Linked DNA regions of Callithrix jacchus: region 2 is linked to region 1. The links are chromatin contacts, called in public Hi-C maps. All regions are on one chromosome and are shown on one strand. Each heading gives the region's core, a stretch centred on a gene start, on an enhancer-like site or on the middle of the called end of the contact. The rest is flanking DNA. Distances are from core to core; before and after follow the strand shown. Region 1 overlaps FAM107A (family with sequence similarity 107 member A). Region 2 holds the start of FAM107A (family with sequence similarity 107 member A).

Region 1 (4,990 bases), core at 1,671-4,170:
TACTTTTCTAAAGTTATCCAACTTATTCTATTTCCTGTCTTATCGCTTTGGCAAGAGACAGTGAGTTCTTTTAAGGATGGTGTGGCTGATGAAAAGTGAGCAGCTCTGGAAGATTTAGGGGGCACAGAGGGACTAAGAGCAGGTGAATAGCCAGGGAGCCAAAGTAGTTATTAAAGTGCGGCATGAGCTGAATAGGAGAGCTGAGGTCACAGGAAGGAAAAAGCGTAGCTGAGAATTACTCAGTCGAAGGATGGGCAACACTTGACAGCAGGAATAGGCAGCAAAAGAGGGAAGATCCCAAAGCTCCAATCTGAATCCAGGCATCCTAATGCACTGGCACCCAGACAGCTTGATCCCACGGACAAGAAAATATCAAGTGCTCATTTTAAAGTAACTCCAAATACTGTTATGATCACTTTTTTAAGGACCAAAAAATTAGGAAGGATATAACCTGAAAGCAAACAGCCGTATGAAAAAGATGAGAAAAAGTTAATTAGAATTCTCATTTTAGAAATGGTCCTGAGAACGTGAATTAACATGTCTGTGCTCTGACACCTCATCTGGCTACATCCAAAATACCTTCTAATAATCACCTCTTTCTCCAGGTTACATACGTGGTCTTACTTGCTCCTTCTGACTGCAGCCTGCCAGGGGTCATCATAGAAAAGCCAAACACGGGTCTGGTGGCCACTGTTGCAAAGTACAATCTCCCGTTTGATGTCTACATTCCCAACCTGTCACCTTGCAAAGTGCACCCCGCCAAACCCCTCCTTTGTGTTTCCCGACCCCAACAAGCTGTTTGCCGCTTCCACGTTTTCACACATCCCGTTCATCCACAAAACTGCGTTTGGGCAGGGAATGGTTCTCACCCCCTTCCTAGTGTGGGGACGGAAATGAGTCTGTCCACAGGCAACATGGTGGCCCTCAAGAGGGGGCTGACGCCTGGTGTTCCAAGTGGGGACACACGTTCCCAGTGGTCACATGAAAACCACATGCCACAGGGCACTGGTTCCCCAAGACCAAAGAACACTTCGAAAGTTGTATTGAAGAAAACTGTGTGAAAGTTGTGTGAAGAAAATTACCAACAAATGTGTATTGATCACCTACTGCACTCCAGACCAGACACTGCCAACTGTCAGGAACTGGCATATGATAGGAGCTCGAGCTCTGCAAAGTCAGACTCATGAAGAGGGCAGAGCTAATGTCTACATTTTCACTAAAACCACTATAAGCAGCTCATGGCCAGGCAGCGTCTATACCCTTGAGGCCTTTTTTTTTAATCAGTCTCTTTCTCTCTCTGTGTCTGTCTGTCTCTCTCTGTACTTGCACTTGGGAATTTCAAGGATAAGGAGCCAGTTTGCAGAAGAGGGAGCCCTTGTGCCTAAATTTTAAGTAGATGGACAGAGTTGAAACTGCTGTGGTAGAAGTGGGGCCATTGAGTGGCCAGACGTTTGACAACTATGCCTTTGCTATTAGGAACAGCAGTCTCTGAATTTCATCCTCTCCTCTTTGATGTGAAGAAAATGAAAAGCTGAACAGTTCCGCAAGAGAATTTGGAACTGTGCTAGAGAGTTAGACAATAAAGGGTAATACTTTCTTTTTATCACTGCATTCATCCAAATTGTTTTTAACAAGTACATATAAGTCTTTTTAAATATATTTTTCCTTTTCTGTTAAAGCTCATTGAAAAACAGAAACTCAAACATAATTCCATGTATAGTGGGGGAAAACCGTGGTTTGCAAAGTCAGGCCAAAAGTTTGTGTGTGTCAGCCCGTACCTTGAGGCCCATTATCACTTGACATCCACACTCCAGACACATCGCAAACAGCATCTCCGGTTCTGACAGCCCGGGGCATGCATTCCGTCATGGTTTTCGTTTTTATAAGTGAAAAAACTAAGGCTCAGAAATTCAGGTAGCTTGCCCAGGTATACGCAGTAGCAGGTGGCCAAGGTCCATCTGACATGAAAACCTTGCCCTTCAACTGTGCCCCAGGGGGCAGGGTGGGATGAGAGGCTCAGCTCTGAGCAACTCCTCTATCCATCTCTACAGCCTCCATGTACTCGGAGATTCAGAGGGAGCGGGCAGACATCGGGGGACTGATGGCCCGGCCGGAATACAGAGAGTGGAATCCAGAGCTCATCAAGCCCAAGAAGCTGCTGAACCCCGTGAAGGCCTCTCGGAGTCACCAGGAGCTGCACCGGGAGCTGCTCATGAACCACAGAAGGTGGGGATGAGGCCCTGTGGCCCTGGCACGGCAAGCACCGGGTCCTGTGGGACTTGGGGAGGTGCCCCTGGAGGAAAGCAGGGCTGGATCTCATCCTGGGGCTTCTGGAGACTGAGGAGGGCTGAATGTGCCCCACATGATCACCAGCAAAACCTGAAATGGCCCCATCCCCAGCAGGCCCCTGGGAACCAGAGGGACCCAAAAAGCCCTGTTCTTTCGCCCAGCCACCCGTTTTACACCCAAACTCCAGATACATTTATTGAGTACATACTATGTGTTGGGCGCTGAGTCCAGACCTGGGGGTGCAAGAATGAATGGGACCCAGTTCCTGTCCTAACAGACAGGGACAGGTACACAGCCAGGCAGTAGGATGGGTGCATTGGCCTGAGGCCCCAGAGGAGGAACCCGAGGGGTCTAAAATGACTTCACAGGAGCGGTGCTGCTTCAACTATGACCTGAAGGGGGATTGGAGTCAGCCAGGCCACGAGGTGGGTGTTGGGTGGCAGAGGGAACTGCATATGCAAATAAGTAGGAAACAGGAATTGCTCACTGTGCCTCGGGCATTGATTGTGCGGTGCCGGCCAGGGCAGAGGATGGACTGAGGAAGGGTCTACAGCAGGGGCACAGGTCTGATCGAGCTTCAGAAGGGCCCTCCTGGTGAGGTGTGGGGATGGGGGAGCTCACAATACCGAAGGGGGCCGAGGCCCAGGCTAGTGGCTGGCTCTTCCGTGGCAGGCCGTGGTGAGCATTGACAGAGACAGGCCAGAGGGGCACCTGGGAGGTGGCAGGGCTGGGGTGGGGCAATTGATGGGACGTGAATTGGAGGAGAGGAAGGCTGAGACCCCTACCTCCGGAGGACCGGGTAAAATACTCCTGCTCACCAGTAACAGCGTGAACGCAGCAGTGCTTTCAGAGCTCCCTCTGCTGGCCGTCTCTGGTATTAGAACCAGTTGTGATTGCGCTCTTGTTTTCCGCTATGACCGACAACCTCTCAGTTACTTTGTACACTGAGTGGCTTTTGGTTTTGTTTTCAATTAGTATTATAATATAAGCATTTTCTCTGAAGAGCTTTTAGGTTCATCCCTTTAATACCAAAAAACACCGCCACAATCAAAAATAGAAGCTTAAAGATAAACTAGAGAAAATATTTGCAATATAAATAAATTTTATTTTTAAAACTCGTATATACAAAAAAAAATGAATATATTCAGATCTCTTACAATCCACAAAGAAAGATGAATCAAAAGCAATACAGTACAGCCAGACGTGGTGGCTCACACCTGTAATCCCAACACTTTGGGAGGCCAAGGCAGGAGGATCACTTGATCCCGGGAGGTCGAGGCTGCAGTGAGCTATGACTGTGCCACTGCACTCCAGCCTGGGCAAGACAGCGAGTGCTTGTCTGTCAAAATAATAATAATAATACAGTTAATTCACAAAAGAAGAAATGCAAATGGCTGGTAAATGTATCAAATGTTGTCCCATGTGACTAATAAAGAAACATGAAAACCAGATATTATATCATGACTACCAGATTCTTGAATATAAAAAGATTGGCTGGTGACAGAGGGGAGAAACAGATCTCCTGTACACTGTTCACAGGAAGATACACTGGACAACATTTCTCAGGCACAGGTAGATCTATGTACCTAGAATTTTTTAAAGGAGCCTGGCCCAGCAATTCTACCTTTAGAAACGTAACCTGAGAAAATAACCAGAAATAATATAAAACCTGGTCTCTGCAGTCAGACAGGCCAGGGTTCAAATCCTCATTTGGCCCATCTGTAGCTGTGACTTGGACTAGTATCCTCATCCCTAGAGGCCTCAGGTTTTGTCTCTGTAAAATGGGACAGTAATGGGTCCACCTCCAAGGCTACTGGGAGGATTGCACAAGGTAATAGTGGAGGGTGGTGTCACAGCAGGATGAAGCCCTGAGGCTGGGGAGGCAGGAAGGTGATGGTCTCCTGACGGCTCCTCCCTCCCCACCCCAGGGGCCTCGGCCTGGACAGCAAGCCGGAGCTACAGCGAGTCCTGGAGCACCGACGGCGGAACCAGCTCCTCAAGAAGAAGAAGGAGGAGCTGGAGGCCAAGCGACTGCAGTGCCCCCTTGAGCAGGAGCTGCTGAGACGGCAGCAGAGGCTGAACCAGGTGGGTCACAGGCAACCAGCGGGGGACCACGAATCCTCCAGGGTGATCCCCTGGCCCAGGAGGAGCTCTGCTGTGGCCACAGCCAGTGAGAGGGAAGAGGGTCAGCAGAGAACTGGACTATGAGTCCACCGCTGGCCTGAGCCCTCCCTCTGCCATTTGCTTTGATGGGTCCTTAGGGCAAGTGGCTTCCCCTCTCTGAACCTCAGCTTCCTCACTGGCCCAGTGTCCTGCATGCTGATTCTGATTTCATTCTTGTAACTGTCTGACGAGCCAGGTGTCATTCCCGCTTTAGAGATGGGGAACCTGAGGCCCAGAGGAGGTGAGCAATTAGAACCAGACTTCACAAGGAGAACACAGTCTCATGCTCTGTGCCCCAGGTACCAAGCTGGCAGCAAAGTCCATCCCCAGGCTGGTTCTGTTCCCCCACTGTGTGGGCCCTCAGTCCCAACTCCATGGGTTTTCAGAGTAGGAATCCCCATAGCCCCACTCACCTCACTCCTCTGCTTCTCCCTCCTTCAGCTGGAAAAACCACCGGAGAAGGAAGAAGATCACGCCCCTGAGTTTATTAAAGTCAGGGAAAACCTGCGGAGAATTGCCACACTGACCAGTGAAGAGA
Region 2 (4,990 bases), core at 810-3,309, 51 kb before region 1:
TCCTGCCAGGGGCCGGGCTTCAGAGCCCAGTCACAGGCTCCATCAGCCAATCAGTCAGGCTTTCACCACAGCACTAAGCCATACTTCAGCAGGACTCCAAGCAGATGGAAAAAAATTAATAAATGTGTAAAATTCATTCTCTCTCCTCCTACCCCACCAAGAGTCAAGCTGGTGGATAATTACGGGATGGCTGCCAAAGGAGTTTGATCTTCCACATTGACTTAGAGCATTCTTACTGCTCCATCTGACAGCCAATTGAGTCATTTCCCTTTATAATTTTGTGGACTTTCTCTTTTCTGCAGGAAATCCAAAAGTGTAATCAGGCCACAATTGGAACAGGGAGAAAAGGAGTGCGGAGCAGCCGAGGAAGGCAGGGGCTGAACCCAAGGGAAGGGGCAGAAGGAAGTAGCCACGTGTTTGCTTGGCTGGAAGGGTCATGGGCACTGGAGGAAATACGGTAACTTCAGTAACAACAGTATTAAGAAGTGCCGTGCAGCGAGCACTTGTGATGAGCCGGGACTGTGCTAAGCACTCGATCAGCTTAGACTACTTCATTTAATCCTCCATCATGTATTCTTCCACTAATATTGCTCTAGACCCAGGGGGGAAACTGAGGAGCAGGACAGACCAGGCCCTGGCCTTTGTGGAACTGCCATTCCAGGCAGAGGAGACAATCGACACAGAAGTCATATCATTTTGTCACTGATGAGTGCTGCGACAAAGTAATAAACAGAGAGCCTGGGAACTACTGTGCAGAAGGTGTCAGAGAAAGCTTCTCTGAGGAGCCTGAGAGATAAAAAGGAGAGAATCATGCAAATATCAAAATATGAAATATGAGGAGCAGAGGGGAAGTTGGGGAGGAAACATCCCACGCAGAAAGAGTAGCAAGTGCAAAGGCCCTGGGAAGGGGAAAGGTGCTGTGACCCAGAAGCTGCCAGGGAGAGGGAGGAGAAGGAACTGAGGTCCTAGCAAGGCCATTTGTCAGACCTTGTGGACCTGGGGGCTTTTGTTCTGTTGGCAAGGCTGGACAGAATGCCTAATTCTTGACCCTCCAGCTACGGTTCCATGAGGCATCTGTGTGTGTGCCAGGCACCGCGCTAGAGGAAAGGAAAGAGTGGCAAGGTTTCCCGACCCGCCCACCTCTGGGGAAAGGGCGTTGTGCTTAGTGAACTGGTTAGCCGGGACTTTCCAGTGGGCAATGGACTTATCATTTGTGTTCTTAACAGCAGCACCTAACTTCGCTGAGGAATTGTTCGCTAGATGCTCTGCTTACCCTCACAGCCCCAGGCAGTGGGGGCAACTGTTACCCACCTTTAGTGAAGCGACAGATTATAAAACAGGGAGTGATGGCCAAACACAGTGGCTCACATTTGTAATCCCAGCACTTTGCGAGGCCAAGGCAGGCAGATCGTGAGGTCAGGAGTTCAAGACCAGCCTGGCCAATATGGTGAAACCTCGTTTCTACTAAAAATACAAAAACCAACTGGGTTTGGTGGCACACACCTGTATTCCCAGCTACTCGGGATGCTGAGGCAGGAGAATCACTTAAACCTGGGAGGCGGAGGTTGCAGTGAGCCGAGATTGTGCCACTACACTCCAGCCTGGGTGACAGAGTGAGACTCCATCTCAAAAACAAACAAACAAACAAACAAACAAACAGGGAGTGACATGCTCTGATTTATGCTTACACAAAATGATAGCTTCAGCTGCACACACACACCTTACTTCATTTAGCCATGTGCAGTGGGAGTGCTTATCACATACGCTCGTGCGCGCGCACACACACACACACACACACCCCGTGCCCCCAAGGCCACACAGCTGTCAGGGGCAGAGCCACAGTTCAAGCCTAAGGTTTTTTCAGGCTTAACCTCTGCTACAAGCTGGCATCACAGAGAAGGAAGGGGCTGGCAAATGAGGAGGAGGGTGATTGCCGGGGGCACTTTGAGAACTTGGCCCCAGGCCTGGAATCCAGCCTTCAGCTATTTTCTTGGCCTGAGCCCAGACCAGCTGACCTCCAGCCCTCCCAGGCAGCCTGCTGCCCAGGCGTCTGCTCTCAGAGTTCCTGCTGTGGGAGAGCCCCAGACCCCAAGAGTCTTCAAAGGTCTATTATTAATGGGGCTGTCCAGCCGAGGCTGACATCCCCACGCAGCCGTCCCAGAGCTCTGCACCTCAGCCAGCCCTCGGCCTTCCCTGTCTGGCCCTGTCTGCTGAGCAGTGCCTAGCAAGGGCCAGCCAGAGGTCACCCGCCGCACCTGAGCTACCGGTGTGTGATGAGAGGACTGCCTCGCGTCTTCCCCCCTTTCCCAGCTGCCTTAGTTTCCCTTCCTGAGAGACGCAGCGTTCTGGGAGGTGAGGAGCTGCAGGGACCCAAGAAAGGCATGGGAGCCGCCTGGGGACACTGGCCCCTCTGTCAGGATCAATCGCCCTAAGCCTGTCTGAGGCGCTCTGGGCTTAGGAGCAGCTGTGAAAGCCGCCTTTGTGCCGGGGAGAATGAGCCACAAGAGGACAGGGGGCCCTGGCCCCGGGAGCCCCTCAGGTCCTGGCTCCTGAGATCCACGCCAGCAGGAAGGACCCCAGCCTGGTCCCTGCAGCCCACCCAGGCCTGGTGCCACCTCGTGCCATGGGAGCAGCCCAGGGGAAGAAGGTAGGAGCCCCCAAGCGTCCTGTTGGGGCCCCGGACACGGGAAGGGAAACTGAACCCAGCAAGTGGGAGCCCTGACCCACCTACCCGGGAGCTTCAGCTGGCACTGCCCACCAATCTTCTTCCTGGCACTCACAGCCAAGATGTGCAGCTAGAAAACTGGTGGGGGCTCAGGGCAAAACCAGCATCCTAATCTCTCCATCTCTAGGACAGACTTGGGGACAGCCGAACCTCTCTGGCTCCCTGGTATTAGCCACACACATCTCTACTTCCCTGAGTAAAAGCTCCCAGGGTACCCCTTCCCCACACCCCAGGAGAGTGTCTGATGCAGGTGGATACAGGGGAAAGATCTTAAAATTATTATGATTATGATTATGAGTTGGCTAACCAGCTGTTACCAGTTGTAGGGCAATGGGCAAGTTATTTAAGCTTTCTGTACCTCATTTCCTCACCTGTAAAATAGGGCCAATAATAATCACTACCTTGGAAAATCGTTGTGAAAATTATATGAATGAAAGCGTTTAGAACGCTGCCTGGCACTGTGTAGAGGCTCTGCTCCTTTGTTAGTAGAATTCTATTCATGCTATTATCCCTCACCTCCTATGCCTGAGCTCTCAGCTGGGGGTTTGTAGACAGCACTGCCTGAGCAGTGTTTCTGGAAATGCACCCCTTGGACCCCTGCATCAGCATTGTGGGGCGGGGAGGAGCAGGGAGCTTGGAAAACAGTCGCTTTCTCGGGGCCCGTCAGACCTCCTGGATCAGTGGGGGCAAAGAGGGGAGGGGCCTGCATGTACTCACCAGCTCTGGGGATTGTGGGATTGTGGCACAGGAGCTCACTGCTCTCCACCCACAGCCCAGTACTGCCACCCCGGGGCGTGGTCAGGCTGCGAAGTCCCAGCTCCACCACCCACCTACTGTGGCGAGGACCTGAACCCCTCTGGACCTCAGCTTCTTGTCTGTAAAATGGGGCTGGTACCTGCTTTGTGGGAGGTTCAGTAAGGTGTTGCTTGTGAATGCTTAGTGCAGTGCGCTACCTGACACCCAGAGGGTCCCCAATAAACAGGGGACTCTGACCTTCAGACAACCAGGGATGACCTATTCCATCAACGCTGAGACACTCAGGGAAGAAGTCATTTCCTAGCCAGGGTCATGCAGCTAGTGGGGGAAAGAGCAGGGTGGTGGTGGTGTTAATTTGGAAAGGGGAGCTTTATTTCTCATAAAGATTACAGCCTGCAGGGTGGCCATTCCAACAGGCCGGGAAACATGGCCTCTGGCCAGAAGCCAGAGACTGATACTTTGAGGAAGAGGCAAAGGGAATTGAAATGTATGCTGAGCACCGTGGCCAAATATACATATTCAATAAGCTGTGGGGGAGTCATGTGTATTTATGAAAGGAGAAACATGTGCATGCACAGCTGAGCTTCATGCCTCTTATGGGCCCCGTGTACAAAAAAGTGTTGGCCTTAGTGTGATCGGAGGGTGGAATTTTCAGCCCTCTGACATCAAAGGGGAAGCAGGGGGCATGAAAACCCTCACTGTGCATCCTCTGCAGACTGGCTAGAACCGCTCCATGACTGGTGGTCTCTTATCAAGAAAGAATGCTGGTGGGTTTTTGTGTCAAAACCGTAAAAGGGTGGAGCAGTTGGTTGAAATCAGCATGGAGTCTTTTGAAAAGGCCGGCTTCTGTTTAGCTCTTAGGGAAGAAAGTCTAGTGGAGGTTATCAAGGAACAGGGCACCACAGGGTGCATGCAACCTCCCATCCTGCCATGGCCAGAAACTCACTTTTCAAGATTTCTCTGGGGTCCCCTTGGTCAAGAGGGGGTCCGTTCAGTCACTTGCGGGGGTTAAAGTTTTATTTTTCTTTCTCATTTTTCTTGGGAAGGATTTTGACCCCACTCTGCTTGATGCCAAACAAGCCAGCCCATCCCACCCTTCCTGGTCCATAGCCCTGTCCACGGCATCTTGATCAACCCCCACCTCAACCTCCCATAGGAGGCTGTTGACCGGGCACCTGCTGCCCTGTGCCAGGGTCTGTGTGAAGCTGGAGCCAAGGATGAGGAGACACAGTCCCTGACCTTGAGCCCATCCCTGTCAATCGCAGAGACTGACAGGCAAGCAAGTAGGAGTATGTGTGACAGTTGAAGCAGAGGGGACCGGGCACATGACCCCTGGGCCAAGAGTCAAAACACAACGTTGTTGTGTCTATTCCTCTTAGACAAGGTCTGGACTTTGCTTTTAGGTGAAGTCACTTTTGTTCCCTGAGGAGTGTCAGGGGCATGGTCTTTGCCTAGAATTCTAAGCCCACACTGGCAGAGGATGGAAGGGATCATGTAGTTGGTTGAGGC

What was found. A called contact is a pair of places that touch in the nucleus more often than the background predicts.
Region 2: a Hi-C map of skeletal muscle shows a contact between it and region 1, with 12 times the contacts expected there. The contact joins the promoter of FAM107A here to the enhancer-like site in region 1. A contact is called at or near these places in 3 of 3 Hi-C or Micro-C datasets (induced pluripotent stem cells and skeletal muscle).

What each region holds. Positions count from the first base shown.
Region 1 is chr15:40,354,806-40,359,795 of calJac240_pri, reverse strand. FAM107A (family with sequence similarity 107 member A) reads left to right here. Exons shown (of 4, transcript XM_078351341.1): 2 at 2,052-2,226; 3 at 4,218-4,374; 4 at 4,894-4,990. The coding sequence starts at 2,057. Among named protein-coding and RNA genes, the nearest start is that of ACOX2, 33 kb to the right of the region's middle. Within about 2 kb of position 2,920, at least 4 of the 16 cell types and tissues checked have an H3K27ac peak or open chromatin away from gene starts, as enhancers often do.
Region 2 is chr15:40,405,092-40,410,081 of calJac240_pri, reverse strand. FAM107A (family with sequence similarity 107 member A) reads left to right here and starts at 2,059. Exons shown (of 4, transcript XM_078351341.1): 1 at 2,059-2,647. FAM3D (FAM3 metabolism regulating signaling molecule D) reads left to right here. Exons shown (of 10, transcript XM_035275957.3): 10 at 1-2,647.